Linked DNA regions of Mus musculus: regions 1, 3, 4 and 5 are each linked to region 2. Evidence: chromatin contacts called from public Hi-C and HiChIP or PLAC-seq data. All regions are on one chromosome and are shown on one strand. The core of a region is the stretch at or near the end of the contact, and the rest is flanking DNA. Distances in the headings are between cores, read along the strand shown. Region 1 overlaps Fbxl13 (F-box and leucine-rich repeat protein 13). Region 2 holds the start of Fam185a (family with sequence similarity 185, member A). Region 3 overlaps Armc10 (armadillo repeat containing 10). Region 4 overlaps Fbxl13 (F-box and leucine-rich repeat protein 13). Region 5 overlaps Fbxl13 (F-box and leucine-rich repeat protein 13).

Region 1 (2,998 bases), core at 434-2,933, 160 kb after region 2:
ATCATCGCCATCCAGGAGCGGTTGACTCGACTGCACGCCATCATGTCTTTAAAGGTGAGGTACAAGAAAATCTAAACACAGAGAAGAAAAACATCATTTTGACTGATACCTGAATTTTGGTGTAGTTCTTCCATTGTGTGTGTGTGTGTGTGTGTGTGTGTTAACAGCAATATCTTCTGTATATTAGATAAGGCTAGAGTTACATTTCAAGGGAGGAATGTTTTCTTTGTTTTGGTTTGGTTTGTTTGTTTTTGTTTTTTGTTTTTTTGTTTTTTCGAGACAGGGTTTCTCTGTATAGCCCTGGCTGTCCTGGAACTCACTCTGTAGACCAGGCTGGCCTCGAACTCAGAAATCTGCCTGCCTCTGCCTCCCAAATGCTGGGATTAAAGGCGTGCGTCACCACTGCCCGGCTTCCTCAGACTCTTATAAACATAAATCTGGGAATTTTTTTAAAGCTGCATCATAAACTATATTCTTACAGTGAATTAAACAAAGTACTAGGTGGAACTCTATAATGTAGTCTCTGTTCATAGTTCTTTACAATATTTTATTACTATTGAGCTGCAAACTCTGTAGAAAGTTTTATATAAACCACTTGAAAATATGATCATGTGATAGTTCAAACTGATAGCTACAGAAAGATAGCAAAAAGATGAGCATGCTTGTTTTCTGCATGAAGGAAGTATTCTGGAAGAAAGCTAGTGATCTTTCTCTAAATAGTAGCTAAAACACAGAACTCATTTAATAATTGCTAAGATGAACTGCATTTTCCTAAAGTTATGATATTCTTAGGAAAGCTCAATAAACCCATCTGGTTTCCATCTCTGGATAAGTAGCAGATTGGGAAAAAATATTCTTGATACAAAACATCAATAAATACTAAAACAAATTTTAAACATAACTTGAATTTTTTTTTAAGTAAAGAAAGTTTATAAATCCAGACTGACAAGCACTCCTGGTACAAGTGTCTGGAAGGCAATAGGGATGGTTTCATGACAAATGAGCTCTGTAAGCCTATGCAGACACAGGAGACAGTCACCACACTTATCCAACAGAGGCACATACTACACATTATAATGCCGTTGGAATAAAAATAAACCCTCCCCCAAAGAACTGGTAAGCAAAGACCAGCTGCCATGCCTGCTTTAACTGTTTATGGAATCCACCTGAAATCTATGATCTTTGCAGCTGGATTTGATATATTAGCATGAAACATGGTTCCAAATTGAAAATAACCCCTGGGACATTGGTCAGAAATAAATCATTTTCTCTAAAGAGACACAAACTGGAGCCAAGCATTACAGAACTGCCACAAATTAAGCCCAAATAAAACTAAAGGCTAACCAACACGAGGAGAAAATCCAGTAAGCGTAAACAGAAATGAAAACATCACTGGTCAGACTGTGATCATAAAACTCCTAAGTTTTAAGTTTAAGGTAATCAATACAAGGAAGACAGCATTCTTGAGAAAGATACTGTCAAAAAAGACTAAAATCTAAAATTAAATAGGAGTAAGAGAGAAAGTGCACACACACACACACACTTTCCGAAGAATATTGAAATCCCCAAAGGGGTGGAGGATACAAATAGTTCATGATGAGCAAAGAATCTAACCAGTACATAGCTACCCACACTAACCTTGTAAAACAGTAGTGTGACTAAAGCATTAGAGGAGAGACTGCTCAACAGTTAAGAATGCTTTGCTGAGCCTGAGGACCCAATTTGGGTGGCTTACAACTGCGGGTAACATCCACTCCAGGGGACCCACTGCCCTCTGCTGGCCTCTTCAGCACCTGCACTCTCAAATTTTAAAGAGACTAAACACTAGATGATAATAACCTAAGAATGGAGAGAGCAATCACGACTAAACTATTCTAAATTCGGTTTTCGCTCAGGAAGAAAACTATACCTATTCGTTCACATTGTTATTGCCTAAAAAGTGTGCATGTTGTGCTGGCTTCGGGTTAAGCAATACAAAGAAGTATAGTTCTTGAGTGAGGAGGATCTAAAAACTCAGGAAGCACTCCACACTTCTCAAACTGCCTTCTGAATATTTATATTTACACTCATCGACAAATGCTACTTGCAGGGGGTGTTTTTGTGCACTGTGTATTCAAATGCTAATATCTGCACCCAGAGACCTGGATGCAGCCAGGACTTGCTATAATATTAATTTACATATATGTATAATTAGATATTTTCTTTATTTACATTTCAAATGTTATCCCCTTTCCTAGTTTCCCCTCCGAAAACCCCCTCCCCCCTCCCCGTGCTCCCCAACCCACCCACTCCCATTCCTGGTCCTGGCATTCCCCTATACTGAGGCATAGAACCTTTACAGGACTTGTCCTCTCATTGATGGCCGACTAGGCCATCCTCTGCTACATATACAGCTAGAGCCACAAGTTCCACCATGTGTTTTCTTTGATTGGTGCTTTAGTCCCAAGGAGCTCTGGGGGTACTGGTTAGTTCATATGGTTGTTTCTCCTATGGGGCTGCAGACCCCTTCAGCTCTTTGGCTACTTTCTCTAGCTCCTTCATTGGCTATTGTCCTTATTAAGAAGTATTTCCTGACTCGGTTTTTGTTTTGTTTTTTTTGTAAAACATTGTTCTTCATCGTCTTCTGATTGGTCAATAAAGAGCTGATCAGCCTATAGCTGACAGGAGAGAAGGCGGGACTTCCGTGCCTTGAAACAGGCTGAGGTTCTTGGAGACCAGGGAGTCTACCAGAAGACAGCGAAGCCAAAGTGAGAGGAAGACTGCATGTAACCCCTCGTGGCTCAGGAAGTAGGCCTGGGCAACATAGTCGGGTTAGAATAGATCAGAATCTGCCCAGCTGTAGTGCTTGAAGCCTTTAATAACTATCAAGGTGTCCATGTCATTATTCAGGAACAAGGGCAGGTATAGAAAAGCCGGAACTTTTACAGCTACTCTTGGCCTTAATGAGAGAATACTTTCTAGTGGACACTGGTGAGCACAGAGATTTCAAAACGATGAG
Region 2 (3,044 bases), core at 66-2,565:
GAAGAATAGGCAAATATGGCTGAAATAATGTCCACACCCCCCATTTCCCATTATCTTTACTGCCTACTGAATAATAAAAAAAAGAGTTAACTTATAGAGTTATTTAGCACAGTCTGTCTTATATCAAAACTGAAGAAACATTTCTTGTGCCATAGATAATACAACAGGACCAGGAAAAAATTCTGACATCCCCTAACAAGTCTTATGATCCAGAGAGAGAGAGAGAGAGAGAGAGAGAGAGAGAGAGAGAGAGAGAGATTTTATTTTACCATTAAGGCCAAGGACCAGTTGCAGGGAAAGAGATCAAGACTGTCCTCTAACCAAGTTCAAATGTCTCCAAATCTCTTAGCAACGTAGACATATGCCATTCCTAAAATACTTTGTTTTGTATACTGTGCACTGCTTTGTTGTCCATTGTTTCATTTGATAAATGTGGTAAAAACGAAAAAAAAAACTTCTACACAAGACAAGGAAGATAGTGTCATCATTTTATAAGCAAATAGTAAAACCCAAAGGCATCCAATGACTGGCCTAAGATTACTACTTACAGTTAAGAAAGAGCCAGAATTCTAACACTTTTTCTTTTCCTTTTTTTTCTTTTTTCTTTTTCGAGACAGGGTTTCTCTGTATAGCCCAGGCTGTCCTGGAACTCACTCTGTAGACCAGGCTGGCCTCGAACTCAGAAATCCACCTGCCTCTGTCTCCTGAGTGCTGGGACTAAAGGCGTGCGCCACCATACCTGGCTTCTAACACTTTTTCTATCTAGTATTTTTTACCTAAGTGGGAGTTCCCTTAAAGGACAGAGAAGGGAGAAAGCAACAGAACGTGTCTGTCCTCTCATGCTAAGGTCTCTTGTGAGGGGGATTCTCTATTCCCAGGGAATCCACATTAGTTTGGTGACCTTTGGTTCTAACTACCTAAAGAAAGTATTCCTAACTTTGAATCTGATTCCCATCTATAAACATGCTGTTTCTTACCCTTTCTTTTGGTCCTGATCCTTGTTTAAACTCTTATTTTTCTCCGTGTGTTTTGGTCCCTGGGGTCTCACTTCAAAACTTCACCCTCTCCTAAGAGTCGCGTCCTTGGTATCCAAAGTAACCACAGCTGAGTTTATCCCGTCCCTTCTACTCTTCCTATTGGTCAGTTACATTAACTTTTTTTCTTTCTCTGCTCTCTTGGCCAATGGGCTTGAAGCAACGGGAAAGCAACGAGGGGGGAGCGGGGGCTCCTCTACCAATCGGCTGTCAGTCTGTGTATTCAGCGCACTGTCTCCTGGGATATGTAGTTTCACAGTTACCAGAACACCTTGATGTTTGGCTCCTTTAAAACTACATATCCCGATGGCCTCCGCCAAAGGGGCGGAAATAGGTGACTTGTCCAGGTCAGGGTTTCAACTAGGCTCTTTGAAGTTTTAACTTTCCTACCGGGATTTAAGGCGTTAAGTACTGTGCTGGGGGCCTGGCTCGTTCTTCCTTGGCGGAGCCGTGCATGCTGTCCCCTTCGTGACTGACCCGAGGCAGCTCGTGGTTCTTGTGGTCCCGGGACCAGCGAGCCAAGGCTGAAGCGTTCCAAGGGAGAGCATGTTCGGCCGCCTCCCTCCTTGCGCGTCCCGAGTGCGGGCGGGCGCCTTGGTCGGAGCTCTCGGGGCTCGGACTTGCGGCTCCAGTGGGGCGCAGCGGCAGGGATCAGCGCCCGATGACTCTGGGGCCGGCCTGGCGCGTGGGGCTCTGAGGGAGTGGACGCTGCAGGTGAGCCCGTTTGGGCGACTGAGGGCGCGGCTCCCTTGCCACCTGGCCGTGAGGCCCCTGGATCCCCTTGCGCACCCGGATGGCGACCGCGTGCAGGTGGCGGTGTGCGGCGTGGAGCACGTGGCGCGCGGCCTGGACAGCCTGCAGGTCAAGTATGATGCTGATCGGCAGGAGATGGCCATTCTGTCGGACGACATCGACCCCCAGGCGTCGGTGGAGGTGAACGCGCCCGTCAAATTTGGCAAGTGAAGTGAAAAAGGGTTTGGGTCACAAAACTAATAGTGTTTAAGCGTTGGGTTTCCAATTAAGGAGGAAAATTAAAGCCGAGTGGAAGCTTGTATTGGAATAATCTGAGTCTAATTACATTGTGGAGCCATTAGCATCACAGTCATTAGCATCGTTCAGGGTTGAGGTTTCTTGATAACTATCCAGTGGTTTGGTAGCCCACATCTCGGGGCTCTGGTCCCTCGTCAGCTCTATGTATAGATGCTTCCAGCTAATCTAGAAAAACAAAAACAAAAACAAACGAACAAAAAACCTTGCTTTCCAACAGGTACCCAGGTTGGTAGATGTCTATTCATTTAGGCATAAGTAAATTCTCTGCGAATACAAACTTTGAAGCAAGACACATAGTTAAGACTGTCTGGGGAAATTCATAATAGTACCTGCAAAACGTATTTCTTAGGCATCTGAGTCCCGTTATTTTATTTCCCAGATGCAAACCGCTGAGCACACATACTTTTCTAGAAAGGGTTCTGGGGCTCTCATTCTTCCTGGAACTGAAGGATGGTGTTGCTGATGATAGCAATAGCACCGTTTACCTCTTCTAAAATTATTTTATATTAACCCTCACAGTTGCTCGGTAGGGTGGATGCTTTTGTCACCGTTTCAGATGAGGACATTGAAGTAAAGGAAGTATAAGATACATACTGTGACTGAACAAACAAAGGCCCCGTGCGTGGTGACATTATGAAATTTGCTTCCTTAGGTGTCTTTCCACCTTAAATACAAGTAGGCAGGGCTAGGATGTGAGCTGTTAGGCTTCGTTGCTTCTCAACTTCTAACTAGCCTAAATGAATAAGAGACAGTGCCTCCAAATTTTAATACTCTGAAGTGCCGGTGGGGCTTTACCACAGTGCAGAATAAAATGGGAGTCAAAGGAGAGAGAGGCAAAACTTAAAACAGCCTCTCTGAGATGGGTATTACCTCTCCCAGCGATCCCAAATTACCTCACTGCTTCTTTTTAAAGCCAGGGGCTTATTTTCAGGGTACTGCCTCGATTCCATAGGCCCCTCA
Region 3 (3,084 bases), core at 178-2,677, 240 kb after region 2:
ATATATACACTCAAAAAGATTCAATGAGCGGTTTCTATTGTTTCCGAGACCAGATTCTCCTCTCCTACACTCATAATGAACAGATTTATAGCGGGAAAGGTGATTCTATGTGTGAAGCGTTTGTCACGCAGACATGAGATCAAGAGTTCAAATACCCTGGAAATGGGGTGCAGGTGGCCTGCCTGTAACCCCAGCACAGGGGTTGTGAGATGGGGGTCCCTAAAACAAGGTGGCCAGACTGAATTGGTGAATTCTGGGTTCAACTGAGGACCGTGCTTCAGTGACGAGTAGGCAAGGAGACTTTGGCCTCCCCATGCACATACATGTAAGCATGTATACACACATATACAAACAGGGAAAAGGATGACTTAACATATACCATGCTGACAGTACAGAGAAGACATTTGCTTAGTTCTTGTTGTCTCCCCAACGGTTGAACCAGACAAGTGAGGTTTTAGATGGGCACTGGTAATGACGGCCTCTCTGACAGTGGTGCCGAGCAGAGACTTCATGGAGGAGACGGAGCTAGGTCCCGAGGTGCAGACAGGAGTCACGGGGAAGTGGGGTAAGAGGATGGCACCCTAGGGAGGAGGTCACGCTTACTGACCCAGTAAACCCAGTGTTCTGTTGGCAGGTCCAGGTTTTGAAGCTGCTTTTGAATTTGTCTGAGAATCCAGCCATGACAGAAGGACTACTGAGTGTCCAAGTAAGTAGATTACCTACCCGGTTCATTAGTGCACACATACAGAGATTTTGACAAATAGATCTGCAAAGGTATGCCCAAAAACATTCACAGGAATTATTTCTGAAGATGAGTATTAAGCATATTTTGTTTTTTAAAACTTCTCTGTGGCACCAGCAGACTTTCCATCTCTGGCCACTTTGCAGTATTTTTCTGTCACTGCATTTTAAAGTTTGTTTTTTTTGTGCATGTGTACCTCAGCATTTGCTGAAACAACTGTACTGAGTGAGTCCCCTGTGTGGGCTCGGTCCTGAGCATTCAGCCAGCACCAGCAAGTTCTTAGTGTTCCCATGGAACTTAGGAGAAGCAACCATGTAACAAATTAGCAAGACTGTTGAAAACATGTAACAAACCATTGAAACAGTCCCTGTGCTCTGAAGAAGGCCAGGCGGTGTGAGCCGTCTGCAGAAATCGAGCCATCTGCTCCGTCCTGTTACCAGAACTGTGTGTAAGAGCTAATGCTGATTGAACTAATGTGTTCTTACAAAAACTGGATAGATCCTAAAGGGGTTGGTTTCCCAAATGGCTACACTCTGGAGTTCCAAAGAAATCTTAGTTTTTCCCCTAACAAAACGTCATTTTCACTTGTAACATGGAATAAAAATGAAACATGTCCCTTACGCTTGCCTGGAGTCAGACTTTTACAGTGTTAACTAATGGATGCTGTTTTAAAATAGGACAGTGACGCTGTTTCCTCTTTCAGGTGGATTCTTCATTCCTTTCCCTTTATGACGGCCAAGTAGCAAATGAGATTCTTCTTCGGGCTCTTACACTGTTTCAGAATATAAACAACTGCCTCAAAGTGGAAGGCCGGTTAGCTAATCAGATTCCTTTTGCTAAAGGGTCATTGTTTTTTCTGTTATACGGAGAAGAATGTGCCCAGAAAATGAGAGCTTTAGCCTGTCATCATGATGTGGATGTGAAAGAGAAAGCTTTAGCAATAAAGCCGAAATTCTGATCGGTTGCTCCTATTTTTATCAAAGACTCAAACAGTAAGGCAGTCTTAAGTCAGCACACGGGAGCGTTTGCCTGCCTTTAAAAGGGGTCTTTCAGCCGATGGAGTTAAACAATAAAAGTGAGTGAGCAGCTCTAATCCAACACGATGTTCAAAATTTTAGATTTTGGAGTAGTTCAGATTTGGGGTTTGGGGATTGAGTAGAGTCTGGAACCTTCCGAGGATGTGGATCATTTACGGGGCAAACGTTTGGTTATGATCGTGGACAGACTGGCCATGCTCTTCAGGACTATTTGAAGGATTCTAGTGCTAGTGAATGAATATGAGGGGCTGTACTGAAGATACTTGCTGAGGTATTTAATGGTTTCCTGACACGAACTGAGTGGCCTGTCTCTGTACAATCCTAACTCCTGGGAGCATTTGCAGTTGCTCATGAGACAGCGTTAAGTGCTGAGTTGAAGTCTGTTACTGCCACAGCAAGGACCTTGTGCCTCAAACCAGTGAATACTGCAAGCTCGAGTCCACCACCAACCCTGCCATGCTGCTTGCAAGTCTGAGCTCATCGTGAGACACTGCCTGCAGCATTTCTGATCAGTAGGACTGTACTCCCATTTACATGGAAAGCGTTTTCTTACTGCTTACCCCCTTGTGTAAGATACTGCAGAGCACTCCAAGCTTCCACCCACAGGCAGACAGCCCTTTAAAAAAGAGTGTCCTGATAAGTCCAGATGGATACATGGAGAAACATACCCATGAGATGGCTGCTTTGAAAGCATGCTGGGAAGCAATGTATTAGGGTCCCGTGTCTTTTTTTTCTCTCAGTAATGATAAATACACTTATACATGGACAGAACATTTCTAGAACGATTCAGAAAACTTCTGGGACTGGGACTAGGGTACATAGATTTCTTTGTGTTCCTGTTTCTACCGTTTGGATTTGTACTGAGCATAAATTGTATAATTTTTTAATAAAAAGGAAAAATGCAAGGTGTACATAATTTCTTCCCCCACTGACATTATTTTACTAAATTTCATCACATTTTTCTTAAGTAAAATTACAATACATACATTTTTTAAAATTTTTTCCAATTTGTTTTATTTGTGTGAGTGTTTTGCCTGCACGCATGTATGTATGAGCACCAGGTCAAAAGAAGGCATGGCAACTAGAGTAGGAGGTGGTTGCGAGCCACCATGTGGGTGCTGGGAACTGAACCCAATACCAGTGCCTCTTGGCACCGAGCCAGTTCTCTAGGCCCCTGTAAACATTTTCAGGTATCTTTTCAAGTACTTTTATAATATTTACTTTATTTAGAAGATAGACATTTTTACAATGTATATTAGACTAACAAGAGTAGACTTTTTTTCAAAATTTATTTTCACTTTATGC
Region 4 (2,856 bases), core at 338-2,837, 140 kb after region 2:
CCCGGATGAGGAAGAGAGCTCCTTCCAATGAGGGAACTCAGCCTTTCCCAAAGGACTAGCAGTATGTAACACCGAGTCATATGTTAAAGGACAACTTGAGTCCCTCTGATTGCTAGTGACTATGTAAAATTCAGGGTCTGTATTTTCATTTTTTAAAAAATGTTTAGTTGATACACAGCAGTAGTTTATGTGTTTATGAGATACAGTGTGATTAATTCTAATCAATGAATATGATGTTTAGTGACCAGATCAAAGGAATGGATCAATCCCTCACCTTAGGCAGATATTGTTTGTGTTGGAAAAGTCAGCGTTCTCTCTCCTAGCTACTTGAGATGTACAGTTGTTGTCAACCATACTTATGCTTCCTTGCTTTCCTGTCCATCTTCATCCTTGTATCTGGTGACTACCCTCTCTCCAACCCCAATTCCGGCACAACCTCTAACACCCTCTAGTTCTGGACTATATAATGAAGGCTTATTAAGACTTTTCACAATTAACTAAAACTGCCTCACTGTGGTTTAGATAAGTCCACTAATACTATTCATCATTTATTTTCATTTTGTTTTATTATAAATTCCTATTTTAAGTTAATTCCTATAAGGAAAAGTCTGCCTAAACTCGTTTTTAGTGTCAGCATTGAGCTGCCTTCCTTTGTACCTTCAAAGCAGTAACTTGAGCAACTTTAAAACAAATAAATACACAGAAGTTGAAAATCATGGCTAGAATTCAAATATGACAACCTTAATCTATTCTAATTTCTTTATTTTGTTCCATAAATGGCAACCAATCTCAAATACTCAAATAACAAATGGTCGCCGAACAGTGGTGGTGCATGCATTTAATCCCAGCACTTGGGAGGCAGAGGTAGGCGGATTTCTGAGTTCGAGGCCAGCCTGGTCTACAGAGTGAGCTTCAGGACAGCCAGAGCTACACAGAGAAACCCTGCCTCAAAAAAACAAAAACAAACAAACAAAAACAAGTGGTCAGTAATGTTCATCTGTAGGCCCCTGTTGATGGAGTACCAATGTTTTTGATGGAATATATACATACATATATATATATATATACATATATATATATATATATATACATATATACATATATGTATATATATATATGTTATATGTGTGTGTGTGTGTGTGTGTGTGTGTGTGTGTATCAGAAAACAGAGTTTCAGGAAACCTAAAGTGTGCCATCAAGGGGATGGGGTGGGGGTGGGGCGCGGCGACTAGCAGTGACATTAGTGAAGAAAAGCCACTGTTAACTGCTCCCATTCCTAAACAGTGCTTTCATAAATGATAAAGCTCACTGTAGAGACGCTGTCCCTAGGAGGTCACATGGGCAGTAGTAATTCACAGTTCAAGCCACAGGCCACCATGTAATGCTATCTTTTCCTTCAAGACTGGGTATGTCCACTATACCAAGCATTCACTCGTGCCTTCTGTGTGCGTCCTCCCAATATCAGGTCCTCCCCTTGAGCGCTATGCAAGGGTACCACACAGGGAATGCAAGCAGGGGACTTGCAGTATGGACCCTTCCAATGAGGGAACTCAGCCTTTCCCAACGGACTAGCAGTGACTCAGATGTGTGCAGGGGACTCACTGGTGCCAACTCAACCACACAGACCTCAAAGATCACTATTTTTGCCTTAAACATCTGACAGCAAGAAAAAAAAAATAATAGCTTTATTCATGGAACAATGGGCCCTTTGCCAACACAACTCAGCCTTTCAAAGGGAGTAAGTGTGGGATTGGTTGAAAGGCACATTTATGCCATATTGAGGTGACAGGATTTGCCAGGAACACATGGAAGTATGAGTTCTAAAACCAATTTTAACTTCACATTTACCACGATAATTTACTAATTTGACTTTGAAAGCTAGGAAAAATTATATAGGAAAATTGGCTCCAGCTGCTTCTGAAGTCAACTTGCCGCTGATTTCAATAATAATTAAGAAATTTTACTTTCTGATAAACAAGCTTATGTGTGTCTCTTTAACTACTACCTAGTCTTCAAATTATTTCTGAGGCTGTTGACAACCAAAATCCTACTAAATGGGAAAATGATGTGAGGAAAATGTCTCAACTTCCTCCTCATAGTAAGGTTCGGTTGTCGGAGAAGCAGAGCTCATAAGAGCTGTGGTCAAGAATGAGGTCCACAATTGCCAACTCAGAGGTGGACACAGGGGATCAGTTAGTTGTTCAAGGCCTTCCTTGTTCAAGTCACAGCAAGTTGAAAGCCAGATCCTATCTCAAGCCTTCTCCCTCCCCTACCTCCAAACATTTCGATTCATGGTAAATGTGAGCTCTGGATGCCACATGGCATGTGGTCTAGAAATGAAGACATTGACAAAGTGTCATTTTGATGTGAGGAGATATGTACTTGTCTGTCTATTCTCTATCGGGGGCACATAGCTTGCATCAACTTTATAACTCATTCAAATTTAAGCAAGAAAAAAATTTTTTTCTCTCCACTACAACCAATGAAGTTTCCTGTTTGTTTCTAGGTCATGCTAGGAAAACTCTTAGGTTTGCATTTCCTGCTACTTGTGGATGCTATTTCCACTCAGGAGTTTGCTGACAACTTCAAAGTTGTCTTTTTCTAGCGCCCACAAACCCATTGCTTAAAGTGGGCTTCAGAGTATTTTTACAAACATCTTTTCTACCCGTCGATTTGCGGCTAACCCACTTTCAACTTGTTTTACATGGTTTTTCTGTCATCTATCCTCAAGTCTGGTCCAGTAGGCAGGTTCTGATCTAGGCTTTCTAGAACTGAAGGGGTGCCAGCTCTGCTGACTGGGACACCCTACAGGACCCTGGCCTTGACTGACTGACTGCACCTGTGGCCTCTTCCTGC
Region 5 (2,700 bases), core at 63-2,562, 190 kb after region 2:
GTGGCACCGTGCCCAGCTAATAAATGATTTAAAAAGTAACTTTGCAACGCATTCATTTCATTGAATAACATTAGCAAACCCAGATGTTTAACATGTTAGTGTCAAAAATTCATTCCCAACTTTCCACTATTATGTAAATCTACCCTCTTATTACCTGCCATTTTAACAAACATCCAATTCATAATTTACTTCATTGGGAAAATTCTGAGACTATCTCTAAAAATACATCATGCTTAGTGTTGTTTTAAGATTTAGAAGCCTTACATTATCCTGTGGGGATTTAGTGACTTTTTAAGTTAGCCTAAAACTGAGGATTTTCATTATAATATTTTCATACATATACATCATTAGACATTTTTTTCTTTGTATTTTTCTTAACAATTTAACTTTTATTTTTATGCATATGTGGTGGTTTGAATAGGAATGACCCCTCGAGGCACATTATTTGAATGCTTGGTCATTAGAGAGTAGCATTGTTAATAGGCGTGTCCTTGTTGGAGTAGGTGTAACCTGGTTGGAGGAAGAGTGTCACTTGAGGTGGGCTTTGGGATTTCAAATGCTCAAGCTGGGCTCCGTGTCTCTTTTGTCCTGCTGCCTGTTGACCCAGATGCAGAACTCTCAGCTACCTTGCTAGCACATGTCTCCCTGCATGTGAGCATGCTTCCCGCCATAACAATAATGGAATAAAACCTCTAAAATCTATAAACAAGTTCAAATTAAGAGTCACCACGGTCATAGTGTCTCTTTACAGCAACAGAACACTGACTAAGACAGTGTGTGTGGTGTGTGTGTGTGTGTATGTCAACATGCAGGTGCCCGAGGAGGACTGTAATTCCAGCCTGATGTGTGCACTTACATACTGACACACACATACGCATGACACCTGACACCCTCTCTGGCCTCCATGTGTACCCATCACTCGTGGAATATACTCACACAGAAATACACACGCATAGATAATTTTAAAAAGGGGGGCAATGCATTGCAAAGAAAACAATCAACAGTAAAGCACCAATCTCCAGAATGAGAGAAATATTTGCCTCACCTAACAGAAGGCTGGAATGTAATTTATAAAAGGATACTCCCTACACAACAAGTAATCTGATTTTAAATGGACAAACGATCTGAATAAGTACATCTCAAGAGAAGGAATACAGATGGATAAAACTATATGAAAAGTTCTCAGTTGCCAGCAGTCATCGGGAAAATACAAATAAGAACCACAATGAGATGCTGCTGTCTTACCCTTCTGTCAACAATATGCACACATACACCATTTCCTGCTGGGAACGTGGAGAAAAGGGAACTCTTGAACACTGCTGGAAGGTGTGAGTCAGTCCAGTCACAGTGAGGGCAGTATGGCAGTTCCTCATAAAAACATTTACCAGGGCTGCAGAGATCACTCAGTGATTAGGAACACAGAGAATCAAGGTTTGATTTTCACAACCAACACGGTGATGTATGTGTCAACAGTATACTATCACTCAGAAAACCATAAGAATGACCTGACACAGAGAAACTATTAGGGCCAGAGTGATAGACTTCATTACCTAACACTTTAAATTCTCTGACATCGAAATACTCTAGAGGCAAAAGAAATAATGTTAAATGTGATGGGAGGAAATATTCAAATATATTCTAGATAAAAGGTTAATATTGCATATATATACATATATATCACAAGTATAAATTATAATGGAAAGACAGGACATGAGCAGATAATTTTTTTTTAAGATTTATTTATTTATTATATGTAAGTACACTGTAGCTGTCTTCAGACACTCCAGAAGAGGGCGTCAGATCATGTTACAGATGGTTGTGAGCCACCATGTGGTTGCTGGGATTTGAACTTCGAACCTTCGGAAGAGCACCCACTGAGCCATTTCACCAGCCCCTGGCACAGTTATCTTAATGTTATGTAAAAACTGTTTGCCAACACCTCTGATTGGCTAATACAGAGCTGGGCAGGAGAAGAGAATAGGGCAGGGTTTTGGATCATAGTTGGGGGTACTAAAAGAGGAGAAGGAGACCAAGGAGAGAGGGAGTCAAGAGAGGGTGTGGGAAAAGGAGGGACAGAGGGAGGAAGCAGGGGAGGGAGAGACAAGAGAAAGGTGTAGAGAGACCTGGAAGAACCAGGAGGATTCACCATGAGGTTTCCATGAGAGAGCAGCCAGGAAGACACCCATGGACCAGAGTAAGCCAGGACAAGATCTCCACTTGTCTCAGAGCTGGAGGTAGCGGTATGCAGACACTCAGCTTCTTATATAGGTGCTGGGATACAAACCCTCACCCTGGTTGCTCAGCAAGAGCTGCTAATCACTAAGCCATCTCTTCAGCCCTAAATAGGTTAAAAACAGGTTTTTTTTGGGGGGGGGGTGTTGTTGTTGTTGTTCTCTAACTGGATGCATAGACTGGCATTAATAAAACCGCAGCATGTTGGGGCAGACCTTTAATCCCAGTACTCGGAAGGAGGGGGCAGGCACTTTGAGTTCAAGGCCAACCTGGTCTACACAGTGGAACCTTGTCTCAAAAAAGTAAAGAAATGAAATTTCAGGAGGGTGTGGTGGCACACGTTTTTAATCCCAGCACCCAGGAGGCAGAGGCAGGTAGATCTTTGAGCTCAAGGCCAGCCTGGTCTACAAATTGAGTCCAGGAGAGTCGGGGCTCTGTTATACAGAGAAACTTTATCTTAAAAAACCA

Evidence for each region. Hi-C and Micro-C count contacts between places; a contact is called where the count stands out from the background. HiChIP or PLAC-seq counts read pairs in DNA pulled down with a chosen protein or histone mark.
Region 1: a Hi-C map of muscle stem cells shows a contact between it and region 2, with 4 times the contacts expected there. The contact joins the enhancer-like site here to the promoter of Fam185a in region 2. A contact is called at or near these places in 24 of 39 promoter capture datasets (the 3T3-L1 cell line, 3T3-L1-derived adipocytes, the C10 cell line and 14 more), 5 of 15 datasets of contacts at CTCF or cohesin (the NIH/3T3 cell line, embryonic stem cells, large pre-B cells and 2 more), 186 of 484 Hi-C or Micro-C datasets (the 3T3-L1 cell line, 3T3-L1-derived adipocytes, the 4T1 cell line and 106 more), 31 of 115 datasets of contacts at active chromatin or transcription factors (the 230-238 cell line, Th17 cells, astrocytes and 18 more) and 5 of 9 other capture datasets (adipose tissue, embryonic stem cells, liver and 2 more).
Region 3: an H3K4me3 HiChIP or PLAC-seq map of forebrain shows a contact between it and region 2, with 4 times the contacts expected there. The contact joins the enhancer-like site here to the promoter of Fam185a in region 2. A contact is called at or near these places in 5 of 39 promoter capture datasets (the C10 cell line, the HPC-7 cell line, cranial neural crest and 2 more), 2 of 484 Hi-C or Micro-C datasets (both in embryonic stem cells), 10 of 115 datasets of contacts at active chromatin or transcription factors (acute myeloid leukemia, bone marrow-derived macrophages, craniofacial prominence and 6 more) and 1 of 9 other capture datasets (adipose tissue).
Region 4: a contact with region 2 is called in an H3K4me3 HiChIP or PLAC-seq map of bone marrow-derived macrophages, with 4 times the contacts expected there. The contact joins the enhancer-like site here to the promoter of Fam185a in region 2. A contact is called at or near these places in 14 of 39 promoter capture datasets (the C10 cell line, HPC-7-derived erythroid cells, cranial neural crest and 9 more), 11 of 484 Hi-C or Micro-C datasets (the 63-12 cell line, the G1E-ER4 cell line, bone marrow-derived macrophages and 6 more), 8 of 115 datasets of contacts at active chromatin or transcription factors (acute myeloid leukemia, bone marrow-derived macrophages, embryonic limb bud and 4 more) and 2 of 9 other capture datasets (adipose tissue and liver).
Region 5: an H3K4me3 HiChIP or PLAC-seq map of bone marrow-derived macrophages shows a contact between it and region 2, with 6 times the contacts expected there. The contact joins the enhancer-like site here to the promoter of Fam185a in region 2. A contact is called at or near these places in 7 of 39 promoter capture datasets (the C10 cell line, cranial neural crest, embryonic stem cells and 4 more), 2 of 484 Hi-C or Micro-C datasets (bone marrow-derived macrophages and uterus), 7 of 115 datasets of contacts at active chromatin or transcription factors (bone marrow-derived macrophages, craniofacial prominence, embryonic basal ganglia and 4 more) and 3 of 9 other capture datasets (adipose tissue, liver and pancreatic islet).

Annotation. Positions count from the first base shown.
Region 1 is chr5:21,585,223-21,588,220 of GRCm38.p6, forward strand. It overlaps Fbxl13 (F-box and leucine-rich repeat protein 13), which reads right to left. Exons shown (of 21, transcript NM_001199632.1): 8 at 1-71. Among named protein-coding and RNA genes, the nearest start is that of Lrrc17, 43 kb to the left of the region's middle. Within about 2 kb of position 1,684, at least 40 of the 459 cell types and tissues checked have an H3K27ac peak or open chromatin away from gene starts, as enhancers often do. A contact at or near this core is called in the C2C12 cell line, the C3H10T1/2 cell line, the MNK3 cell line and 8 more, where this site is marked.
Region 2 is chr5:21,423,588-21,426,631 of GRCm38.p6, forward strand. It overlaps Fam185a (family with sequence similarity 185, member A), which reads left to right and starts at 1,316. Exons shown (of 8, transcript NM_177869.4): 1 at 1,316-1,989. The coding sequence starts at 1,581. It overlaps Ccdc146 (coiled-coil domain containing 146), which reads right to left and starts at 1,090. Exons shown (of 19, transcript NM_029195.1): 1 at 978-1,090.
Region 3 is chr5:21,659,919-21,663,002 of GRCm38.p6, forward strand. It overlaps Armc10 (armadillo repeat containing 10), which reads left to right. Exons shown (of 6, transcript NM_026034.5): 5 at 635-706; 6 at 1,446-2,781. The coding sequence ends at 1,700. It overlaps Napepld (N-acyl phosphatidylethanolamine phospholipase D), which reads right to left. Exons shown (of 5, transcript NM_178728.6): 5 at 2,983-3,084. Among named protein-coding and RNA genes, the nearest start is that of Gm51277, 12 kb to the right of the region's middle. Within about 2 kb of position 1,428, at least 13 of the 459 cell types and tissues checked have an H3K27ac peak or open chromatin away from gene starts, as enhancers often do. A contact at or near this core is called in adipose tissue and forebrain, where this site is marked.
Region 4 is chr5:21,564,209-21,567,064 of GRCm38.p6, forward strand. The region is part of intron 9 of Fbxl13 (F-box and leucine-rich repeat protein 13); the gene reads right to left. The region is part of intron 2 of Lrrc17 (leucine rich repeat containing 17); the gene reads left to right. Among named protein-coding and RNA genes, the nearest start is that of Lrrc17, 22 kb to the left of the region's middle. Within about 2 kb of position 1,588, at least 46 of the 459 cell types and tissues checked have an H3K27ac peak or open chromatin away from gene starts, as enhancers often do. A contact at or near this core is called in the 63-12 cell line, acute myeloid leukemia, adipose tissue and 1 more, where this site is marked.
Region 5 is chr5:21,609,874-21,612,573 of GRCm38.p6, forward strand. The region is part of intron 7 of Fbxl13 (F-box and leucine-rich repeat protein 13); the gene reads right to left. It also overlaps the pseudogene Gm8539. Among named protein-coding and RNA genes, the nearest start is that of Fbxl13, 34 kb to the right of the region's middle. Within about 2 kb of position 1,313, at least 5 of the 459 cell types and tissues checked have an H3K27ac peak or open chromatin away from gene starts, as enhancers often do. A contact at or near this core is called in bone marrow-derived macrophages, where this site is marked.